2 separate regions of the Triticum aestivum genome follow, and region 1 is linked to region 2. Evidence: chromatin contacts called from public Hi-C data. All regions are on one chromosome and are shown on one strand. Each heading gives the region's core, a stretch centred on a gene start, on an enhancer-like site or on the middle of the called end of the contact. The rest is flanking DNA. Distances are from core to core; before and after follow the strand shown.

Region 1 (2,700 bases), core at 18-2,517, 140 kb before region 2:
GAGGCAGCGGCGGCATTACGCGTACGCACGCCGCGACAGAACAAAAGTGCAGTGACGCAGTGGCGCCTCGAGGGAGCACCCCGTGGCCGCGCTCGGCCGCCTCCCCTGAAACGCAAGAGAACGCCGGGATTTCGCGAGCTCTCCGGCGGCCGGCATTCTTATCGGTTCCAGGCAGCTACTAGTACGTGCCCGCGACGGGACCGGTCAACCTAGTCGATGGCCCGTCACAGCAACCGCTCAGCTAACCCTGTCCTGAGGACGAAAGAGGCAAGCCTGCCGTTGCGAATCATGGCAGTATGGTTCACACTTCACACTCACAGACACGCATCACGAGCTCTCTGCTTCACCACTCCGGGTAATTCCGGCCACGTCAACTCTCCGGGTAGCCGTTAATTACTCCATGCGAGGTCGTAATCGCCTTTAGGAAGACCGATGATGGGGTGACGCTGGTAGGGCCCACGTGACAGCCTCCTCGACCGACACCGTCAACCAATCGTCTCCACTACCTCCCCACGACGCGTCGAAGGGGAAAAATGGGAGAAGCTTCCCACGACGACGCCATCCATCCATCAGCCGGCTAGCTTGCTTTTGACTTATCGCCTCTGCTCCCCAGATCTACCCGCGCGCGCGCGGATCTAGCTCTCTCTACTCAAGCGACCAGATCAACGATGCGTGGGCGACTGATTTAGCTTAAGAATCACGGCGGCCGGCCGACCGGCCGCCGGCGGCGTGGTTGGTTGAGACGCTGAGGTGGGAGCACTAGTATATACCTGCATCATCATGATGGTGTTGTGGGGTTCGACGCCCCAGAGATCGTCGGCGGGGTAGGGGACGAGGTCCTCCTTGGGGAGCAGCAGGGGGCGCTCCAGGAACCGCACGTCCTCCAGGCTGCACTCCGCCACGGCCTCCGCGAAGTAGACGCCGTCGGCGGTGCAGCGGATGGCGGGGCACCCCTTCTCCGGCTGCTCCACGATGCGCCCGGCCAGCGGGTAGAAGAAGGCCAGCGCCTTGCCCAGCGCCTCGCGGATCACGGCGGGGGCCGCGTCGGCGCCGGACCGGAAGATGTGCATCGACTCCACCAGGCCACGGTGGGTCGGGTACCGGTCCACCCACGCCAGCGGCAGCGTGTGGTCGGGGGTCTCCGACGCCGGCTTCACCGCGCCCTCCGAGATCCGCGTCACCTTGAAGCTCGACGACGCCATGGCCGCTCTCGCTCTGCTCTGGGCTTCTGTGAGGTGTGTGGAGTTTTTCAGAACAAGGCTCTGAAGCTTGAGCTGGTTCCTTAAATGGAGTTTGGCTTGGTGCTCGGCAGTGGCTCGATGGTGTGTGGGGCCCGGCGAGGGTGGTGGGTGTGGGGTCGTGGAAGAGCGCTGGACTATTTGGCAGTGTACCGTGGGCGCTTTCAACGGCCGAGATCGGCTGTCCGATGGGGTGTTTGACGTACGGGTTTCGATAGCCGTTCAAACACACGTGCAAGGCGGCCGTTCTTACTTGCTCCCCAGCAGTGAAGAAAGCGAAGAAAACGTCTCTAGCAGCTCCCGGATCTCCTAATCTAGTTTGTGTTCTCCTCAATTCCAAGCTCGCACTTGGAAGTGACGATCTCCTTGGTCCTCCCCTGAATCGCGCATGGAAACTAACTAGTGCTCCCGAAGGCTACGTCTCGCCGCCACCGTCCACCGACATGCGGATAGACCCCCCCCCCCCTTCTTTTGACGCCCACATGTCGATCTGGCAGACTTGACTCGCCGTTGTCAGGATCCGACCACCACGAGCTTACCAACATCAAATCCAACGATCATGTGGGCTCGTCGTAGCAAGAATCTAGGAATATGTGTATGTGGTCAATGAGAAAACGTTAGTATGATTGTCGACACTAAGCAAGAAAAATGAATGGAAAAAAATGTATGTCATGAAAGGGGAAGGAGAAGAAGGTACAAGGAGTTGCCCTGCGATGACCACCGCCGACTACGACAACGATTCTTGTCGTCGTCGATAGTTGTCTTTGGTCAACACTACCTCTCCCACCTCGGTGCTCAATGGGTAAGAAGCACCCTAGTTGCTTTAAGGGTGATTTTTTGGGGCGCAAGTAGTCTTCTCTGGCCAACCATCCCCCCCTTCTATCTCGGCTCAAGGAGTAAAAAGCACCATGGTTGCTTTGGAGTGATGCCTTATTGGGGCTCCAAGTAGTCGTCTCTTGTCAACCCTCCATCCTTTTATCTCGACTCGACGAGTAACAAGCACCATGGTTTCTTTGGAGTGATGCCTGATTGGGGCTCGCAAGTAGTCGTCTCTGGCCAATCATCCCCCCTTCTACCTCGACTCGACGAGTAAAAAGCACCATGGTTGCTTTGGAGTGATGCCTTATTGGGGCTCGCAAGTAGTCGTCTCTGGCCAATCATCCTCCCTTCTACCTCGATTCGACGAGTAAAAAGCACCATGGTTGATTTGGAGTGATGCCTTATTAGGGCTCCAAGTAGTCGCCTCTTGTCAACCCTCTGTCCTTCTATCTTGGCTCGACGAGTAACAAGCACCGTGGTTGCTTTGGAGTGATGCCTTATTGGGGCTCGCAAGTAGTCGTCTCTTGTCAAGCCTCCGTCCTTCTATCTCGGCTCGACGAGTAAAAAAGCACCATGGTTGCTTTGGAGTGATGCCTTATTGAAACTCCAGGTGGTCGTTTCTGGCCAATCACCCCCTTCTATC
Region 2 (2,700 bases), core at 23-2,522:
GTAAAATTAATAATATACAAACGTATTCAAAAATTCATGACAAATTCATAACATATTAAAAAATGTTTGTAAAATTCAATGATGTACGAAATTTCTAAAATTATTCTTATCTCAAACAAACTCGTACAATTTCTAAAATTCGAATTAAAAAATATTGGCGAAATGTAAAAAAATGTTCTTAATCTTTCAAAATAAAATTTAGCGTTCTTTCACAAAATTAAAAGGAAAAAAAGCGAGCTCTACATGACCCGAGCCGCAAAGAAGAATGAGAAGAAGCCCAAGAAAAGCAATCCACGGGACGCCACTGGGCTGGCCCAGTCGTGGCCTCCTATATGCGTCGGGTCCCTATTTGACGTAAAAGGCGCCATATAGGAGCTCTTCTCAAGCTCCATAAAAATGGGCACTCGAACAAAGATACTGTTGTAAAAACCACCAGTTGTGCACAAAAATGTTGAAATATTGTCAAAATATTCTTCTAAAGAATGGGTGAAATATTTTCTGGACGAAGATATACTAATAGCGCAATAAGTGCACCCAACCTTTTTCTATAACCACTAACCTAGTAAGTAGTGTATACTCATACTGGCCCTAAATATGTAAAGCTCTAAAGGAATGGGGTGGTAAGAATATGTGTGTCTATATTTTTTTTTCTAAAAAATGTCGATGCTTTGAAAACTGCTTTCTTAAACGCCCCCCCCCCCCTCTCCTCCCAATACAAATTCGGGCCCTACTTATTTGTCAAACTTGCCTATATTTCGTTCATAGCACCCTACTACCTCTATCCTGGTCTGTAAATTGGACCTAATATGACTTACATATCCGGATGAAGGAAGTAATCTTGCTAAAAGCAAATGTTTTTTCTGAGTTGGGAAGCAAATGTTGTTTTTGGACATAAGATTCACGCACATGATGCTGACGTTCGAGGTGTTTATCCGGCCGTGGGAAAGTGATAGCCGTGACACGTCTTAAAACAAACGATGCTCGCGAACCAGTCTGGCTGTATCCAATATCCAATCGACAGAGAACAAGTTCCGTGGCACCCAAGTCGCATTCCGAAGCCACGGGCCACGCACATCGCCTCACACAACCCACGCGCGTGGGCCGGAGGGTTTATGTGTGGGCTTGCGTCAGAAACCCCCAACGCCACGCACACTTTTCCCCAATCCCCACATCTCTCTCGCTCCCAGGCCTTCCCTGTCCGGAGACGCCTGAACCCCAGCTGCGGCGCGCGCACGCGTACGGACACTCGACCCCGGAGCCGGAGCGGGAGGCGCCGGCGGCGGAGATGGTCGACGGCGAGAAGGCCCCGGCCCCGGCCCTGCTGCAGCTGGAGACGCTGCTGGCGCTCGGCCTCGACCAGCGCACGGCCGAGAACGCGCTGGTCAATAGCAAGGTCACCGCCAACCTAGCCGCCGTCGTAGCCGAGGTAAGCAGCACCTCCTCTCGTTACCCGTGTAGTAGTCCCCGCGGCTAGGGTTTGATTTCTGCTCGTCCGATGCAAGTTGCGTCGGCTTACTCTGACCAAATCGGCGCCACCTATCTCTGGGAACCCCTACCATGTTTTGCCCCTTTTAACCATAGATCTGCGTATGAACAGGCTGGTATAACTGGATGCGACAAGTCCGTTGGGAATCTTCTGTACGCAGTAAGCAGCTGCACCAATTTCCCCAGCTGAATTTGAGAATTCTTATGCGTGTGACTTATGAGGGCGCACTTGTTCGTGAATGAAACAGGTTGCCACGAAATACCCAAATAATGCACTTGTCCATCGTCCCGCTCTCATTAACTACATCGTTTCGACGAAGGTATATATGTCTGCCGGCCTATTCATGTTTCAATCCAGTTTCAACACACAGTTTGCATTATCTGCTCTTTTCCGGGAGCTCAAGCGAAGAATTAGTTCTGTTTCAGTGCTTGTTTCTCCCTATGCCGTGGATCTGAAGTATTTTTTGCTATGTCACTTCAGATCAAGAACCCTGCACAGCTAGATGCTGCTCTGTCGTTTCTTACCAACACTGGTCCTGAATCTTTGGATATTGGGAAGTTTGAAGAAGCCTGTGGTGTAGGTATGTTTTCGTAATCAGAATATAGTTTTATGCTTCTGCAAATTATAAATCATGCCTGCACATTCACTGACTGTACACTAAAAATTTCTACCAGCGTGATTTTAGAATGTGGTTGTTTGGACGATAAAAGAATATTGAATTGGTGCACATTTTCTGCGATCGGACATGGAAGGGGCACCTTTTCTTGTCCAATCCTTCCAATTTATTGTAACACAATCTGTGACTGCAGGTGTGGTTGTTTCTATTGAAGAGATTCAGTCAACTGTTGCTGAGGTTCTAAAGGAAAACATGGAAGCTATATTAGAGCAGCGGTATCACATAAATGGTTTGGCTTCCAGTTCACTTTTATATTACTGAATTTTCTGATTTATTACTAGAGGGAAGAGAACTGGTCCTTGATCCTGCATTTCCTTCTCCCAGTTGGTGGCCTATGCGGACAGGTCAGGAAGCGGCACCCCTGGGGCGATGCTAAGGCAACAAAGGTGCAAAATGATCCTGATTAAATACTTGTGTGTCTGGTTGTATTGCCTCGCCTTTATCTTGAACCACTTATTTTTTTTGCTCTTACAGGAGGAGATTGAGAAGAAGCTTGCTGAGATACTAGGTCCAAAGACGGAAGCTGACAATGTAAAAC

The links. A called contact is a pair of places that touch in the nucleus more often than the background predicts.
Region 1: a Hi-C map of leaf shows a contact between it and region 2, with 3 times the contacts expected there. The contact joins the promoter of LOC123068954 here to the promoter of LOC123068952 in region 2. A contact is called at or near these places in 2 of 5 Hi-C or Micro-C datasets (both in leaf).

Annotation. Positions count from the first base shown.
Region 1 is chr3B:126,611,874-126,614,573 of IWGSC CS RefSeq v2.1, reverse strand. LOC123068954 (acyl transferase 9) reads right to left here and starts at 1,267. Exons shown (of 2, transcript XM_044491660.1): 1 at 771-1,267. The coding sequence starts at 1,202.
Region 2 is chr3B:126,467,474-126,470,173 of IWGSC CS RefSeq v2.1, reverse strand. It overlaps LOC123068952 (glutamine--tRNA ligase), which reads left to right and starts at 1,272. Exons shown (of 22, transcript XM_044491659.1): 1 at 1,272-1,426; 2 at 1,598-1,645; 3 at 1,734-1,805; 4 at 1,967-2,066; 5 at 2,296-2,391; 6 at 2,487-2,548; 7 at 2,637-2,700. The coding sequence starts at 1,286.